6 separate regions of the Mus musculus genome follow, and all the other regions are linked to region 6. A link is a contact called in public Hi-C and promoter capture Hi-C data. All regions are on one chromosome and are shown on one strand. Each heading gives the region's core, a stretch centred on a gene start, on an enhancer-like site or on the middle of the called end of the contact. The rest is flanking DNA. Distances are from core to core; before and after follow the strand shown.

Evidence for each region. Promoter capture Hi-C pulls out the DNA fragments that hold promoters and counts their contacts. A called contact is a pair of places that touch in the nucleus more often than the background predicts. Capture Hi-C pulls out chosen DNA fragments and counts their contacts.
Region 1: a promoter capture Hi-C map of pre-B cells shows a contact between it and region 6, with 2.5 times the contacts expected there. The contact joins the promoter of Polb here to the promoter of Gins4 in region 6. A contact is called at or near these places in 3 of 39 promoter capture datasets (the HPC-7 cell line, liver and pre-B cells).
Region 2: a promoter capture Hi-C map of pre-B cells shows a contact between it and region 6, with 5 times the contacts expected there. The contact joins the promoter of Vdac3 here to the promoter of Gins4 in region 6. A contact is called at or near these places in 8 of 39 promoter capture datasets (the 3T3-L1 cell line, cranial neural crest, hematopoietic stem and progenitor cells and 4 more) and 2 of 115 datasets of contacts at active chromatin or transcription factors (memory CD8 T cells and pancreatic cancer cells).
Region 3: a contact with region 6 is called in a promoter capture Hi-C map of liver, with 4 times the contacts expected there. The contact joins the promoter of 1810012K16Rik here to the promoter of Gins4 in region 6. A contact is called at or near these places in 4 of 39 promoter capture datasets (the 3T3-L1 cell line, the HPC-7 cell line, hematopoietic stem and progenitor cells and 1 more), 4 of 115 datasets of contacts at active chromatin or transcription factors (bone marrow-derived macrophages, large pre-B cells, pancreatic cancer cells and 1 more) and 2 of 9 other capture datasets (adipose tissue and liver).
Region 4: a contact with region 6 is called in a Hi-C map of CD8 T cells, with 3 times the contacts expected there. The contact joins the promoter of Ikbkb here to the promoter of Gins4 in region 6. A contact is called at or near these places in 3 of 39 promoter capture datasets (liver, neutrophils and pre-B cells) and 1 of 484 Hi-C or Micro-C datasets (CD8 T cells).
Region 5: a contact with region 6 is called in a promoter capture Hi-C map of liver, with 3 times the contacts expected there. The contact joins the promoter of Smim19 here to the promoter of Gins4 in region 6. A contact is called at or near these places in 6 of 39 promoter capture datasets (the 3T3-L1 cell line, fetal liver, hematopoietic stem and progenitor cells and 2 more), 2 of 115 datasets of contacts at active chromatin or transcription factors (microglia and thymic regulatory T cells) and 1 of 9 other capture datasets (liver).

The regions. Positions count from the first base shown.
Region 1 is chr8:22,651,839-22,654,704 of GRCm38.p6, forward strand. It overlaps Polb (polymerase (DNA directed), beta), which reads right to left and starts at 1,599. Exons shown (of 14, transcript NM_011130.2): 1 at 1,476-1,599; 2 at 1,222-1,279. The coding sequence starts at 1,536.
Region 2 is chr8:22,592,321-22,595,132 of GRCm38.p6, forward strand. Vdac3 (voltage-dependent anion channel 3) reads right to left here and starts at 1,493. Exons shown (of 9, transcript NM_011696.2): 1 at 1,364-1,493.
Region 3 is chr8:22,397,459-22,400,158 of GRCm38.p6, forward strand. 1810012K16Rik (RIKEN cDNA 1810012K16 gene) reads left to right here and starts at 1,263. Exons shown (of 3, transcript NR_045473.1): 1 at 1,263-1,525; 2 at 1,689-1,820; 3 at 1,987-2,133. Slc25a15 (solute carrier family 25 (mitochondrial carrier ornithine transporter), member 15) reads right to left here and starts at 1,163. Exons shown (of 7, transcript NM_181325.4): 1 at 982-1,163.
Region 4 is chr8:22,705,004-22,707,907 of GRCm38.p6, forward strand. It overlaps Ikbkb (inhibitor of kappaB kinase beta), which reads right to left and starts at 1,580. Exons shown (of 22, transcript NM_001159774.1): 1 at 1,467-1,580; 2 at 1,079-1,201. The coding sequence starts at 1,183.
Region 5 is chr8:22,475,321-22,478,246 of GRCm38.p6, forward strand. It overlaps Smim19 (small integral membrane protein 19), which reads right to left and starts at 1,559. Exons shown (of 4, transcript NM_001146117.1): 1 at 1,186-1,559. It overlaps Slc20a2 (solute carrier family 20, member 2), which reads left to right and starts at 1,380. Exons shown (of 11, transcript NM_011394.3): 1 at 1,380-1,605.
Region 6 is chr8:23,236,350-23,239,065 of GRCm38.p6, forward strand. It overlaps Gins4 (GINS complex subunit 4 (Sld5 homolog)), which reads right to left and starts at 1,319. Exons shown (of 8, transcript NM_024240.6): 1 at 1,121-1,319; 2 at 631-750. The coding sequence starts at 726. It overlaps Gm39141 (a long non-coding RNA gene), which reads left to right and starts at 1,431. Exons shown (of 3, transcript XR_870246.2): 1 at 1,431-1,519.

The sequences.
Region 1 (2,866 bases), core at 349-2,848, 580 kb before region 6:
CAAATGTAGCCTTCACATACCCACAGCAAATGTAGCCTTCACCTCTCATCAAGAAAACTGCTCTTTGCAACAGAGACCACTATAGAAAAGCACAACCAATCAAAATGCAGAGTTATGGAGCCAAGTTAAATGGATACATCTATAAAATAACTCCTAAGCCTAAGGCCCAGGGAACACTGTGGAGAGGGAATGGGAAGACTGTGAGAGTCAGAGCATCAGGGAAATGGCGGGAAGGCTGTGTTGCCCAGTAATGTCAGAAGCTATGCTCATAAGGTCTTACTAACATGACTGCCCAGACATGAGCTGAACAAGGAAGAATGTGACAGACACACCACAGTGGTCAGGACCTCAACCCTACACAAAGAACTACAGGAAACAGTCTTTCCTAACACATCAGTTGGTTATCCCTGAAAATATACAAGTAGCATTACACAGTTGGAACAGATTGTATTTATGTATTTAGGAAAATGTGTGTGTGTATGTATGTGTATCGAAATATGTGTGTATATATATGTGCACATATATATATATAATGAAAAAAGGAGGTTATGAATTTGAGAGATCATAGAGGGTTATATATGGAAGTGTTTGGAGAGAGGAAAAGGGGAAATGATGTAATTATAATCCCCCAAATAATCATATAATAATAATAATAATAATAATAATAATAATAATAATTCGACTTCAAATGAGGAAATCCAGGCATGGAACAGACTATAGGAGAACACTAACTGTAAGGCTGTAAGGGCTAGCTTGGGGAAAGCAAGGATAGTTTACTTTTACTGTTAGAAGCTGAGGGGCTTTGGGATGCTTATAGGTTAAGTAGCTGACTGTGGGAAGAGCGGCCAGGAGAAGGTGCCCGCTGAGGTTTGTAGTGATAGGCAGGCAACTGGTTTTCAGGAAGGTGACAGCCCATCCAGAAGGAAAGGCGATTTCCTGAACTACATCTATTTCACAGTTCAGATCTCGTCTACTGTTGTTTATTATGTTTTTTAAACTGTATTTCCAGTCAATTCAAGATTAATGGTGGGAATATATGCATCAGACACCTATTTTCAGTCGGAACTGTACAGTCTCCTGAATTAACCCTATAACGCCCTGCCAAAACCCTGTATAGGTTAAATAAAGTGCCACTCAGCTTTGAACCACTGGGCACCGGCTTTCCATCCCTGCTAAGTGACAGCAAACTAGGATGTCCTGGAACGCCGGCTAACAACGTACCTGTACGCATTGTACTTGTGGATCGCCTGGCTCACGTTCTTCTCAAAGTTTGCGAGTTCTGAAAAGACAACAAAGGGCTCGAGGACACAAGTACACACACCCCCGCGAACGCGGGTCCCGGGATGGAGGTGTGGGCGGGTTCCTCCACCGGCGGCCGCGACGGACGCAGCCGGGGCGCTGCGACCCGCGGGGGGGGGGGTGGGAGAAGCGAGGCCCGGCTGAGCAGAGGAGCCGGAGGGCGGCCCGGGACTCACCCACGAGCATGTCCGTGATGCCGCCGTTGAGGGTCTCCTGCGGCGCCTTGCGTTTGCTCATGGCGCCGGGGACCCACACCTGGGTCTTACCGGTGGAACAATGGCGGCGCCTGACAGGGCGCAGCGCGGTGACGTCACGCGCCAGGCTACGGGGCGGGGCTAGCGGGTGCGGGTGCGGGGAATCTCTGGGCGGAGGGGAGCTAGGAGGTCAGGTTTACCTCCTGGTGAGTTAGCCTGAGAGATCAAATCTGCTCTCCTGGTCTGAGAATAGTCTGATTTAGAGCCCGAGATGCAGACGGAGGTGGACGTTGGCTGCTGTGGACAGTAGCTATGGAACACACGGCCTGTACTGTTTGTGAGGCGTGCCGGCGCGGGTTCTGCTGTCAGAATCCAAGAGCTGCTCTGTGCTTCTGGACACCATGTAAAACATGGAATGAAATATGCCAACCGTCGGCTAAAGACGTGTTCTGGCTTTGTTTGTTCGTTTGTTTGTTTCGGTATCCATGCCTCTTGTGGGAGAAGCTAAAGCTAGGAAAAGACCCCAAGAAAGAAGTGTCTGACTTAACTAAACAGCAATGGAACACTCATATTCTATATGTGATCCCCTTACAATGTCCTTGAATTGAAATATAGCGCTTGTGCCATTTATAAGTGTTCCTCATGGGGGTCCATATTAACTGCAAACACAGCAATTCGTTTGGGCATAAATTGTTATTAAGATACACACTAGTGTGGGTGAATCTGAAAAGAGTATAGAAGGAAAAAGGGAAGTCAATGACGGGCTTGTCATCCAACTTAGGTATTATTATTTGGGGACATACACTTTTACATTTCTACTCCACTCTTATCTTCTAAAATTTCTATTCTTGTTTCTGTTTTGTTCTGAGATAGGGTATCTATGTAGCCCAGGTTGTCCTAGAACTATGAAGAGCAGGCTGGCCTCAGACTCATAGAAATCCTCCTGCCTCAGCCTCCTGGATGCTAGGGATAGGTATGCAACACCAGGTCCAGCAATGCATTGTTGTTGTTTTAGGTGAGTGAGTTATTTTTATTAGCAAGGACAGGGCACTGCTTTCGCTACTGGATGTACAGTAGTGATAAGTCAAGTCCTGTGCGCATGTCCTTGGCAGGGGGTAATAAAGTGGCCTAAGAGCAAGTCAAGAATGAGTGATTCACTGTGAGAGGACATGCTCAGCAGGAATGGGGCCTCAGCTCCACCACAACACTGCACGGATAAACAAGGCAAGGAAATGGGGCAGCCCTCAGGAGGGGCGAGATGAGCTCTATTTAGACAGAACAGTTGGAAAACACCTCTCAGAAGGTCCCTGTGCACGGAGACATAATGAAGAGGAAGAGGGCTTGGGGGACAACTGGAGTGATCCCTGTAGAAG
Region 2 (2,812 bases), core at 243-2,742, 640 kb before region 6:
CACTATGATATAAAGTTAAGAGGAAAGAGCATACAAAAAAAACATATATAAAGTCGGGGCAAAGGAGATGGCTCAATTGGCAAAGTGTCTGTCACACAAGCATGAGGAACTGCATATGAGGACCCACACAGCACTGGGGTAGGGAAAGTGCGGAGACAGGAAGACTTCTCAGTTCAGTGAGGAGACCTATACCCAACATCAACCACTGGACTCCACATGCATACGGATGTGCACACAAACGTGTACATACACCACATAAACAAGTTCACACACACACCCAAAATTTATAGAGAAATGGGGATGGCGTATGGGTAAAGCACTTATCTTACATAGAAGAGGATCTATAATTGATGCCACGGGTTTTATCCAAGGCATCAATCAAAAGGAAAAGTTAAGGAGTCAAGGCAAATGAGTGGTATTGATGTTCTACATCAATCTATAATAAAATTCTGCTCTATGTTACAGAGTTTGGAGTCCACTAGCAGGGTAATTTTACAGTCCCGGTAGTAATGTAAATCTTTTGCCATCATTCTAGGAGGGAGGAAACACAGGTCTTACGTATTCAGACAGAAACGTTTATACAGTTTTAGGTTTTCATACTGATCAGGGAGAAAATAAACCAAGGTGGTCGAAATGTCTAAGTGCTATTTACAAGCTGCGTTTAGCGTTTTTGATCCACTGTTTCTCAAAAATCATCACTTTGCAAAAGTCAAGTGGATAACTGAAGTCGTTCATGCCCAAACTGTCCCTTACTCGGACCCATGATTCTAATGGGAAATGCACTGCTGGTATGATCAAGCAAAAAAATCGAGAAAACCCGGACTCCATGTTACTCGAGAGTCAAGCTACAACCTCACAATCATCTTAGCGCTACAAGACAGCTATGCACCATGCCCTGAGGCTGCATTAGAGCCTGAGAGGACGACAAAAGGCACTAACTAGAGGAGACAGCTTCTCTTTTGTTCCTTGTTTCTGCTTTTTAAGATGCATGAAGAGCATCCACCCTTCGGCCGTCGGGAGTGCAAGACACGCCTGACAAGTGCTGGACACACCAGACAGCGGGGTGAGGACAGGGTCGGGTGTAGGTTTGGGGTTCCGGGACTCGTCCTCTCTAGAAACCGCCCGCCTTCCAGCCTGGCCCCGGGCAGACCGCCAGTGCGCACGCCGGGTGCGGCGGAAGGTCGCGGCCGGCCCAGGGCGGCGACTCCCGCCCTCAGGCGACCAACAGGGTCCGGGCAGCGGAGTCTCCCCTGCCTCGCCTCGCCCTAGGTCGGCGCCCCTCAGCTCCTCCTCCGTGGCCTCGGCCGGCTCCTCAGGCCCGCCGGCCATCCGCCCACCCGGCCCGCGGCAGCGGTCGCCTCACCTACAACCCGAGGGTGGGCCCGTCCCGCTCCACCAAGGCAACGCTGAAGGTCTTCTCGAACCAACGCCGTCTGCGCCTGCGCGACCTCGCTCCCCCGCCGCGCCTGTGCGCCTGCGCGCCCGTCGTCCCCCAGCGCGAGTGCGCGCGGCGCGGCGCCGCGCCTCAGACCAGACGTGCAAGGGGCCCCGCGGCGGGCGCCTAGGCCAACTGTCCGGCTGCGCGTGCGCGGGCGAGTGCGCGGGCGCAGTGGGGGCCCTGCTGGCGGGTGACCGGCGCGGGGTGGTGTGGAAATGGCCGAAAGGCCTTTGAGGACCTTTGCTGGGCCGGGAGGCGCGGCTCTCGCGAGAATGTGCCAAAGCCGTAGCTACTGTCCCCTGAAGGGGCGCGGGCGGGCAGGGCGCCAGCAGAGACCCAGGGCGGGCTCTGCGGACGCGAGCTGCCAGCCAGAGTGTCGCTCCCAGACCCTGCCACCCTCTCTATGGTGGATGACTTGCAGGTCTTTATGGGAACTTCGTCCCAGGTCAACTGTAATTTTAAAATGTGAGTCTTCTCAGTTGGAACGATGAGAGAAAACCCAGGCCCTAGAGGTTAGGCGACTGCGGGCTTCTAGAGCATGCAAGTTAATTCAAGAGAGAGAGAGGATGGAGAGAGAGCTCTTCTTAGAAGAGAAATCAATGTCGCAGGAATTGTGCAAGGAACACACCACTGCTTTAGAGCCACCTTAGTGACAACCGATTCCCCAGCAAACGGTTAAGGAGATCCCGATGGTTCCCAGGACTCACTCACTCCGCGGATTATTTACTGAAGAGGAAAGGACCTTCACAGCCAGAAAATCGCCTTCACCAAGTGACTAAAGCTAACTTCAGGTGCCCTGTCATTCACAGAAAGGGACACAAGTCGATATTCTTATATTCTTGGTTGTGAACCTAGCCTTTAACGGCTGAGCCATCTCTCCAGCCCACGAGTCAGTATTCTTAACAAAGCATGTAATTTGTCTATGGGCGAGAAAGCAAATCCAAATTAAGGGACGTTCTGCGAAGCAACTGCTCAATCTTCAATGTCATGAAAGATGAAGAAAAGGGTTTAAGAACAAAAAGATGTAATGCTAAAGTGTTTTTGTGAGTCTCAGTTGGACTGTGGATAAAACAAAAGGGCTATTGAACACAACCAAGCAACTGAGGAGATTTGAGTAAACTACACTAGTACACTAGTACTAGAGCAACGTAGAATCTGAGGGTACTGTGCCTTGGTTATGTACAAATGGCCTTTTTGGAAATATTTGTTGATGTTTCTACCGCTAACTCTTTTTATTGAAAATAATTTTTCATACACTATATCCCGGTCATGTTTCCCCACCCCCAGCTCCTCCCAGATTCCCCCAACCACCTGACTCCATGCCTTCTTTATTTCTCTCTTTAGAATACAAATAGTCAAACAAACCAGAACTTA
Region 3 (2,700 bases), core at 13-2,512, 840 kb before region 6:
CGAGTAAGGAAAGCTGGGAATGGGGGCATAGTCTTCCCCAGAGTACAGTCCCCAGTTGGTTATCCACCATATAGAGACAAGTAGCATTATATGTCCTGAGAAAAAGAGGCCATGAATTTGAAAGGGGGTAGGGGATATGGTTACACCGAAGGGGTTAGGCGTAGAAAAGGGAAGGGAGGAAATGATGTTAATTACAATTTTAAAAAGATATATTTTTTTAAGTGCTTTCCCGTGCTGGGAATTAAACCTAACTTCCTGCATACCAGGAAAGTACTCTTAACACTTAGCCCCCTTCTCAGGGGTATCTGTCAAATTATAGAAGACAGAAACGCTACTAACAGATGAACCCAGAAAGAATGCACAAGGACCTGAGTATCACCTGTGGCTTGGGGGATATGCAGGACCTGCAAAAACCAGACCGGTCTGCGCGGATTTAAACTAATTTAGGAGCCTGCTGTACCATTTGGAGTAGAAACCCCGAATCCTTTGAGCGTCTCACCCTCTTCCTTCAAACTACCCAGCAGTCCCAGAAACAACGCCGCCGACACAACCACTGGTTCCTAGGGTGCCAGAAAGAACTTCCCGGGTGCTCAGCGCAGGTGAGGCTGCCTTTCGCTAAGGAGGGACCCGTCTGGAGCTGCAGCTGGAGCTGCAGCTGGGCTGCAGAAGGCCGCCTGCCTGCCACCACCATCAATCGAACCCCTCGGGCCCAGCCCGGGACAACCGGGGTGCCAACTACTGCCGCAGCTGCGGAGCGCTTCACCCGGCCTGACCCGGATTCTGCTCTGCTCCGCGCAGCGCGCGCACACTGGCCACCGCGCCCGCCCGCCCGAACCTCCGCGTCTCCCGGGACCCCGCAGCGAGCCCGGTGCGCGCGCCCGGAGCCGCGGCACGTGTGCGGCAGGGCGGGGACTGTCAGCCGCGTTCCCCAGCCGGGCCGGTCGCCCACTCGCTCGCTCCCGCCCGCTCCCGCAGCCTCACCGCCGCGCCTGGCTGTGTCCGGCTCGCCCTCTGCCGCCCGCGCGCTCCGCTGGCGGCCGCGGGCCCCCGGGCAATTTTTAAGGTCGCCCTGTGGGTCCGGCCCTCGGGCCCTCCCTCCTGAGACCCCCTCCACCAGCCCTCCCTCCGGAGGCCACGCCCTCCTGAGGGCCCGCCCTCTCGAAGTCCCGCCCTACCGGCCCTCCCCCACGCGAGGCCCCCTCCGCCCCTCCCTCCCGAAGGCTGGCCAAGGAAACGGAAATCTGCTCTCCTCGCTGACTGCCGAGCTGGCAGCCTCCGGGAGGACTCACCTTGAGGTCTCCCAGCGTTATCCAGCCCCAGGAGGCTGTGGCTTTAACAGTAAATGGAAAGTACTAGAATGGTAGTGGTGAACTATAAGTTCCCTTATGGGCAGCTTTTTAAATCATCTGTTTATTTGTCTACAGACAGGGTCTCGCATAGCCCAGGCTTAACTTGCTATATGGCTGAGGGTGGTCAGGAACTTCCTGATCTTCCTACCTCCCCCTTCCAAGAGAAGGAATTTCAGGTTTGTTCCACCAGGCTTGGATTTGTGAGGTGGCTGGGATGAAACGTGGGGCTTCCTGCATGCTAGGCAAGCGCTCTGCCAACAGAGCTACATCCCTAGGTTTTAGTTGCTTGTCTGATTGTCTATTTTGTGTCGCTTTAGGTTTCATTCTTTCTCCCCTAAGGAAATCCATTCCCAGGAACATTATGGAAAAGACAACAATATAAGCTGCCGCTGCAGGTTTTATAGTTCCCAGCGATATATTCCTGAGGCTTTAATTAGAAGCTCAAAGTGACGCTGGAGTGAGGGCGCAGAGGTAAAGAACCTTTGATACTTATCAACTTGACTCAGCCTAGAATCAGTAGAGGGATTGCCTAAATCCAGTCAGTCTGAGGATGGAAAGGTCCGTAGCAGCAATGTCTTGATCAGTAATTGATGCTGGAGAGCCCAGCCCACTATGGGTGGTGTCATTCCTCTGGCAGGAAGTCCTGGATTGGAGGGGGGAAAAAAGCATCGTCCAGAGATCAACCAAGAAAGTGAGTCGGTAATCTGTATTCCTACATGGCTTCTGCCTTGACTTCCTGCCTTCCGTCAATCTGGAAGAGAATGCCAAATAAACCTTTTCCAAGCTGCAGTTTAGGCAACAGTGTTTCATTGCTGCAACAGAACGAAACTAAAATTCAGTTCTTAGCCCACATCTGGTAGCGCCCAAGTCCAGCGCTGGTGTGTATCCAGCTCCCCCGTCTGGCTTCTGTAAGCATCTGCAGGTTCCTTCAGGGGTACACACACACACACACACACACACACACACACACTACACATAAATAAAATAAATCTTTAAAAAAGAATCATAAAATCAAAAGGAGCAGGGAATACTTAAGAAAACTGTGGTTCACAGGAGTGATAAAACTATCTTTAACTCTAGCCCTATTCAATTGGAAGAGTCTCAGGGTCATGTGACCCCTACACCACCAGCTTCCCACTCCGCTTCAGCCTCCCTATGAGCCTTTTCACGTTTTTAAAGATTCCTTTAATTCTGAAATTGATGTGTATGTATGAAAACATGCATGCTGGCACCTGTGGAGGCTGCAAGGCAAAGTTGTCCCTTGAACAACAAGAGGTACCAGTGGTGAGCCGTCTTCCTTGTGTGCTTCCTTTATAGTGATGTGTTTGTGTGTCAAGTTGAGGGGGGAGTG
Region 4 (2,904 bases), core at 330-2,829, 530 kb before region 6:
ACAGATTTCTAACACATTCTCAGAAAAATCTCACAGGATGACAAAACCAGGCCAGTGGTAGGCTGGACCACAGTACTGCTTAGATGTGAGTATCCTTGGCGTTCTATTTAGACCTTAACCTAATTTTAGGATCATGGAGATGGACTTGGTGGGGGGGGATCTGTCTGTCCTTCTTCCTAATGTGACCTCAGTGAATGAATCCCTTGCTTTCCACTATTAATTTGCCTATTTTAATTGGCTTATTGAGGACTCAGCTTAGGGCACAGGCCATGACCCCCAAGTTTGATAGTCACACATCACGTCTGATACTCAAGTATCCTGAGGTTAGTAAGTACTCTTTAGCGGAAACATCACAAGTACTGTGTGCTCCTGAGGCACTGTGATGAACTCATTACCCAAATCGGATAAAATAAGTCTCCCACAGTAAACAGCCGAGCTAGAGAGAGTCCTGCCAAGAATCTCAGCGTACTTACTGCCAGCCCCCTCCCCCAAATTTTTTTTGGAAGAACACAAACTTTTAACATGAGCAACGCACATCAGACACATAAGGACTAAAATAATAGGAATAAAAATTAGATCCAAAAATGAAATCAGTCCACATCACTCAGCATTATATGGCGGCACATGGAAAAGAAAGAAAGAAAGAAAGAAAGAAAGAAAGAAAGAAAGAGAGAAAGAAAGAGAAGAGAAAAACCTTGGGGTTATCAACTACCTAAAATATTTTAAATAAAGTTATTTAAAATGTTTTTTATTGCTCTCATCTTTTTAACACTGCCTGTATTCTACAACATTTATCACAATGTAATGTATTACGTGCTAGTCTAAATATTAGTAGAAATATAATTTCAAAATACTTGGAATGACAGCTTACTCCCTCATGTGTCCTTCTAAGTGGCATGGTTATTAAGGTTTTTTAAAAAGAGTCAGTTTAGCAGCTCACAGATCCCCTTTGCAGTCCTTTTTCTTACGCTCCCATTGGACAACGCCAAGGTTAGGCAGGGATCCACCCATTCACACCGGGCCAGGTCAGAAGAGGCGCCAAGAAAGCTCACCCACCTTCCTGGTGCCAGAGCCCTACCTGATTGTGCCACCGGATGACGTTTCCAAATCCCCCGGTCCCCAGGCGTTCTTTCATTTCCCAGGCTCCACATGTCTGGGTTGGGAGGGACGGTGACCAGCTCATATCGATGCCCTGCTAACTCTAGAAGCAAGCAGGGAGAGAGGACAAGTTGAGAGTAAGAAGAACACTGGAGCTCAAGAAGCAACTGGGAGCAGCAGTGGCTGCTGCCCTGCAAGGGGAGGCTAGGACACCGGTGTAGTTAACAAATAAAAGTTGCGGCGGCCGGGCCCACCGGTGGGTCCGCTCAGCATCGGGCGCGGCGCAGCCACGGACCCCGGGGAGAGGCGGAGCGCACACCCGGGTGAGCCGGTCCACGCGCCGCGAGCCGCCCTCGCGTGGGACTCACCTGCCCCGGGGGCCGCGGGGCCGCCAGCGACACCCGCTGAGGACATGAAAACTCGGGGTCCCCACGCAGCCAGCCCAGCGCCACTTCCTCAAACACTTCCTGCCCTGACGTCACGGGTACTAGACGGCTCTTAAAGGGGACGCGCGAGCCACTGGCTCTCGGAGACGCAGCCACAGCCAGCCAAGGTGCTGGACCTGGCGGCGCAGGACCTGGCGGCTTGGAGAGCTCTTCTTCACCCTGGCACTTTTTAGGCTGAGCTTGATCCGACTGGCTAGGCAGTTAATAAGGGGAGAATCTGCCGAGCCCCGACTAGTGCTGACTTAGAGGCTGTCCTAAGAATTGCCTCCCTGTCCTCCCACCGCTCCTGGTTCAGTATTAAGAATAATCAACCATCCTGATGCTCCTCAGAAAGTAACACACCACCATCCCCCTCAAAGAGGAAGGGAGGAGAGGGAAGAGTACAGAGACAAAACAAAAAACTAGCACTGTCTATCAAAAATGGAGTTTGAGCACTGGGAGCATAAAGAAATTACTAGTTATTAGGTCAAGAGGCTGGGTATTGTCTTCTCCACCAGGACACCCCACACGCCTACCAGCATCCACCCCTGCCTCTAACAAGCCAGGTTCAGCCGCTCACCTCCCATAGCCTAATTCACGATACAATTACCAATGGAAAGGAGAAAAAGAGGTTTATTCAATGTGACTACATTGGGGAAAGACAGCGATCTAATCTCTCTCACCCATACCTCTGCCGATCCAAGTCTAATTTTGGGGTCCTGCCATGAGGTTTGGGTTTAAGTGGAAGGCAAGTGGTATACATAACTAAGTAGTCATGCTCAATATATGTTCTGGTCCACCATCGTTGTCTAGGCTCCAGTTTCTCCTATGATGTGGCGTTTGTCAGACGGTGTGAAATCTCTGCTCCTCTGAAGGTGGCACAGTGGCTCCAGGCTTCTGACATTTACTGGCTTTTTAGATCCGAACCCAGCAGCGGACAGCGACCAGCAAGGCTAACAAAGTCTCCCTGGATTGAAAGCCAAAGATCTTTGTGGGATAACCTGGGGACTCTAAGCGTTTGAACTCAAGAATAGAGCAAATAAAGAACTTCTCACTCTTTTATTATTAAAGCAAGCAAAACATGAGATGATGTTTACAGAGAGCTTAAGCAAATACAAGAACAGCAAGTGAAAAAACACTTGGTATTATGTCTTATCATCCTTGCACCTGTGGGAAAAAGCCAAGAATATTCCTCCCAGGACCCCACCCTTCCCACAGAGAGAACGTGGACATCCCAAGCCATACCCTTCATGTCGCCCCTTTTGAGAGCATCCACTTTTTATGGGGTTTGCAATTATTTCTAGAAGGCCACTTGTGGAAGAACATTCTGCACTCTGCCCCAACCACAGCTCACGGGACAGTCACAGCTTTCTTACACGGG
Region 5 (2,926 bases), core at 309-2,808, 760 kb before region 6:
CATGGTGTGAATAATATACTTCTACCCAGAGATTGATGGCTTCCTACTATATTACACTTTAATCATACTTAGAAAAAGCTTTTCTAACCATTGCTGACCCAGGATGGCAAAACAGATTCTATAAAACCATCCATAGTATGCAATAACACCGCTGCTCCACAGGTCCTGGGTGGATGAGTTTCCTTAGACCCACAGTTTAAAGGGTCTGCACTGAAGCTAGGCCTCTCCTGCTAGTCCTGACACCATCAAGGCCACGCTTTGGAAGAGTCAGGAATGGAGAGTTCAGAGTCCACAGTGCAGACATGGAGGTACTTTAACCACGCCTCCCACGCACTTTGTGTAACCTAACCAAGTGTGAGGATATGCGCCTTTCCCCTTCAGTCTAAAGTAAAATGTCCAGGGGTTGGTTCATTTCAGGCAAGTTAATGCTCTAGTAGATTGATGCTGAGAGTGACATTCTGGGCTCTTATGGGAAAACTGACATCTTCCCTCAGCTGTCCGGTGATGTAATGTTTAAACTATTATTGCATTAGAAAGATGCTAGCTAGATGGAGCTGATTTAAGCTGCAGGTTAAACACGCATATTAAGAGATCATGACATCAAAAAACGCATCCATCGGGATTTAGTTTAAGGCTGACCTCCTTTTGGGTGACAAAATCCTTTTCAGGTAATCATGAGACATTATCCTAAGTTTTAAAGTTTGTCCACTCCGTTCTAGAACCTGCCACCTCGCTTGGAATGCTATTTTCTGCCTCTCACGTGGGACTTTTGTTACTCTCTCACGGAAATTCAGACTACACATAATTTCTAACAACGGAACCCAAACACCATGAGGGGAAGATTCATTCTCCTGACTCTCTGAAGCACTGCGACGTTTGAGGTCCTAAAACAGACGGGAACAAGGTCACAGGCTTTCACCCCATCCTAGAGGACGGAGCATAGCTGAGGCCTGTGGACTGCGCAGTACACGTTCGAGTAATTTTTTTTTTCTTTTTGCACCCATCCTGCTTTGACGCACTGCAACTCAATAACAGGTGACAGTGGTGGCTCTGAGATCCCAAGGCCACAGGGACCCGGGGAACGGGAGGCGCAGAGGTGGCACACAGATCTGACGCCCAAACCTGGCCTCCTCCAGCCGCCGCCCCCCTCCCCCGAGCCTGTGCAATCTGTTCCAGGTGACATACAGGACAGTCCTCCCGCGACGGGACGCCGCACGCTCCCGCCGGCGTCTCTGCGGGCTCCGGGGACCCTAGGCACGCTGCAGCCGCCCCGCTCACTCCGCCCGCAGAGACACCCAGGTCGGGATCTGACCCGCAGCAGCTCGCAGCCCGCGGCTGGGCCCGGACTGGACGGGACGGGGCGGGGCCGGGACGGGGGCGGGGCGGTGACGCAGCCGCGCGCGGGCGGGCGAGCGAGCGGGAGAGCGGGCGGGCGGGCGCTCGGCGGCTGCTGAGGTGCGGAGGCCGCCGCGCCGAGCCGCTCCGCTCCGCTCGGGCTGTTCCGGGAGTCGGGCGGGGAGCGCGGGCCGAGACCCAGCGGACCGGACGACCTCGCCTTCGTCACTTCCTGCCGGCCCGCGGTTTCCGGAGGGAACGAGAAGCCAGGTTTTGTTATTGGTTTTTCTTCCTTCCCTCTGTGCGGGATCGGAGCCCGACGCCGCGGCGGCACCGCGTGCCGCGTGTGGCGGGAGCCGAGCGCAGCGCGGTGCAGCGCGGCGGTGCGTCTCTCCGCGCGCCGCGGCCCGGGTCGGCGCGGGCGGGAAGCGGCGGGCTCAGGCCGGAGGGCGCCGAGGCTCCTCCGCGGTGGGGCGGTCTCGGGGTGTCTGCGCGTGCTCCCGGGACGAAGCTGGCTGGCTGGGTTCTCGGTCTCCTCATCTTCCCGGCTGTGAGGCCGAGGCGACTGCTCTCTCGCATCTTTGCTTGAATGGCTAGGGTGTTTTTAAAAGAAAAAGAACAAAAAAGAAAAACACCATTTGCGTGGGGGGACTTGAATAAGGTTACGTTTTCCAGGGTGAGGCAGGTGGTGATCGTTAATGAGTGAGTGCAGTTTCGCCATTAAACCGATCAGTCGGTCCCCCCAGGTTAGTGCGGCCATGCAAATAAAGCGGCCCATTGTCCACGTGCTTAAGGGCTTAGCAATTCCAGCAGGGCAAGTTCTCCGGGATCATCTGACTTCTTGTTACCATTCTTGCTCGCAGTGTAGCGGTTCTCTTGAGTTGGCGTGCAGAGATAAGAGCAAATAATTAGACTGTAACTTTTCACAAGTTGTCTTGCCTATTACAAACTCACCTTCCCTTAGGATCAGTAACATGTTTTTGTAGTATCAGTGTATGTGCGTTTACGTATATTATACACACAATCATTTATATAATTTTTAAACCATTTAGTTTGAGTTTAAAGTTAGAGAATTAGAAAGAGTAGTACACGTGGTGTTTGCTGCCTGTTTGCCGGGACAGTGCCAGATGTTCATAGATGTTTTATATCAGTTCATTCTCAAGGGGAACTTCTTACATAGGCGTAGATTGTTCAGTTTCTCAATACTTAAGTTTGATTAGCTCGCACCACTATGTAGAACGTTGGCTTTAAATAGTTGTTTCTCTTCTGAAAATAAGGGTGCTGATCACAGAATAACTTAGCAAATTAGTGTGGCTTTAGAAAGAAGTTCATAGAAGTGTGTTTAGTCCATTTGGGTGTATAAGAGTTTTAAAAGCCTTGTGGCTCTTTTCTTACTCCTAAGTGCCCATTATATAACATGGTCAGAAGTTGATCTAGATAGGGTGGGCACCAGGCAAAGGTACAGAGCCGTTACTCAAATTTGGGGTCCTTTGTATTTCTTACTACACTTCCTAACTGAAGGCAAACAAACATGTGAAATGATTTTTTTAACACCAAACTAAGAAAATTAAACAAAAACAAGCTGTAGGCT
Region 6 (2,716 bases), core at 69-2,568:
CAAAAACAAAACCTAAAAAACCCCAAGCATGTTCAGAATTCCTAAACTACCCGAGGTTCATGAGAAGATATTATTGAAGGAGGAGGAGGAGGAGGAGGAGGAGGAAAAGAAGGAGGAGGGGAAGAAGAAGAAGAAGAAGAAGAAGAAGGAGAAGGAGAAGGAGAAGGAGAAAGAAGGAGAAGGAGAAGAAGAAGAAGAAGACGACGACGACAACAACAACTATGCAAGAAATAATCACTGCTATTATGACCAAAAGGGATGGCAATTTCTTGTTAGAGCAGATATCTTCCAATGGGGGAGGAAACAGAGGAAGAGACTACTATAGAGAAATGGCATGCTTCTCTACAGATCACACACATCTTTACGTCCTCAAAATAGCACAGCAGAGCATTGCTTTGTGAAACATTCTACTACATGTGTCCAAAGCCTACTTTTACTAGCCATCCTTGAAGACTGACAAGATGAGACTCCTAAAGAAGGCCCTGCTTTCTGGCTTCCTATTTTTATGCAGATGTTACAAACACTGCTCTTTGGAAACAAATCTTCTGTTTCCTTATTTTCTGAGCCGTGGTACTGCACACCTGGAGTAAGTTAAGAGCTAAGAACACGGGACATATTTGGGGTGCTTACCTGCTCCAGCTTTTCAATGAGCTCTGCAGGAGTTAGGACCATCTCCTCACTACCCCCATCAGAGTCCTGTCCGTGGAGATCCAGAACCTCCGTCATCGTTTCTCAACCGGGAACCTACACCTGAAAAATAAACCAACACCCTGAAAAGCTTCTCCCACTTACTTGCAAGAAAAGGCATTTAGGGACAAGTTTATTGGGGCTGAAGGGGGTGCACTGGCCAGGGATGGCGAAATCAGAGACTGATTTTTCAGTGTTGGGTTTAGTCCCTTGGTCGGTTTCTCTCCTAATCTTTCCCGCTGCATGGGCCTGGACCTGGGCAGATACCACACTAAACCGCAATGCTCCTTGTCGTCGCCAGGAGCAGCGTTTTGCCTCAGTGGCCCAGGAGCCCATTCGGTTCAAATGAGAAAAGTGCATCGTGTCAAGTGCTCGGCACATCGCGTCCTCAGCTGCAACTGACCCGGGGTCGCTTGGACACTCCAGCGCTCACCTCGCAGTTGGCACTCAAAGCGGCTACACGGCTCAGGGATCCCTCTTCCCTTCTCTCCTAGCCGGCACGCTCGGGGGACACCACGGACTGAGGCTCCCCGAGCGGTGGGCGCCGGAGATCGCGCGGAAAGCCCGCGGCCCACAGACCCGACCAGCAGCGGTACAGCTCCCGCGCTCCTTTCCCCAAACACAGCGTCGACAGGAAAACGTCTCCGCGCTGCGGGAGCACTAACCAATCAGGCCCAGGGGAAAGCGGACACACGCCCCTTGGCCCCGCCTACCCCGGGGCGGGCTCTTGCCGAGCTATAGAACATACTTCCGGAAGGCGGGGAAGGAGGCCGGGAGTGAAGTGCCGGGTGGCACCGTCTCGGGACGGCCACGTGGGGGCGTTCGGCTCACAGTAAGGAAACCAGGCAGCGCCGTCTTGTGGCGAATCGGTACAGGGCCCAGTTCCTTCCTTCCTTTAACATTTACTGTGTGTGGGTTGGTTCCATTGCCAAACCTGTTCACAGATTCATATATGTGTGTTGAAACTACATTTAAGAGACTCACTCCATTGTCCTTCCTTTACATTTTTTTTTTGCGCAGAGTTGTTCTCTAATGTTATTTGAGTTGTTCTTTTTGGTGATGAAAGAATGCCTACTGACTTTCTAGGATTCTACCTTTTTAGTGAGTGTGAATGCAATATACGCATGTGGTACATGCTCAGGTCACGATCGCATAGCAAGTGCTGTTACCCACTGAGCCCCCTTAAGATTATTTTTATAGATATATTTCCTTATTTTCATGTATGTTAGTATGTGTGCTTGCACATGAGTGTGGTGCCAGCTGAGGACAGAAGAATGCACTGGATCCTGATGGAGCTCATAACATGTGGTTATGAGCTGTTCCACATGGGTACCGACAACCAAACTCCAGTCCTCTGGTTTAGAGCAAGTGCTCTAAACCAATGAGCTATCTATCTCTCCAGCCCCTAGCCCCTTATATTTTTTAAGTGCCAAACTTCCTAATTAGCTTCAGAGATGGAATCAGATTGCAAATTTTTATAGTTTTATATACCTATAAATTATGCATCCTGACATATTACTACTTGAAAGAGTAAGAAATAACAGAGGATTGAGCCGGGTGTGGTGGCACAGGCCTCTAAGCCCAGCACTTGGGAGGCAGAGGCAGGTGGATTTCTGAGTTTGAGGCCAGCCTGGTCTACAGAGTGAGTTCCAGGACAGCCAAGGCTACACAGAGAAACCCTATCTCGAAAAACAAAAACAAAACCACAACAACAACAAAAAGAAATAACAGGACTAATAGAAAGTTATGGAAATTTGAATTTGTGGTAGCCTAAAGATTCTTGGTATTATACCTATTTTTTAAATTAAAATGATTTGTATAGATGGGAGCGGGGGAATGTGGTGCAGTGGTACAGTACAATCTTAGCATTTAACCTGGGTCCAGTCCCCAGCAACTAAGTAAAACAAAATCTCTTTCTACAGTTTATCACTGACGTACAAAAAATTTTCATTATTTATTTTTATTTGATACAGGGCCTCATCATGTAACTCTGACGAACCTGGAACTTGTTATGTAGAGCAGATTAGCC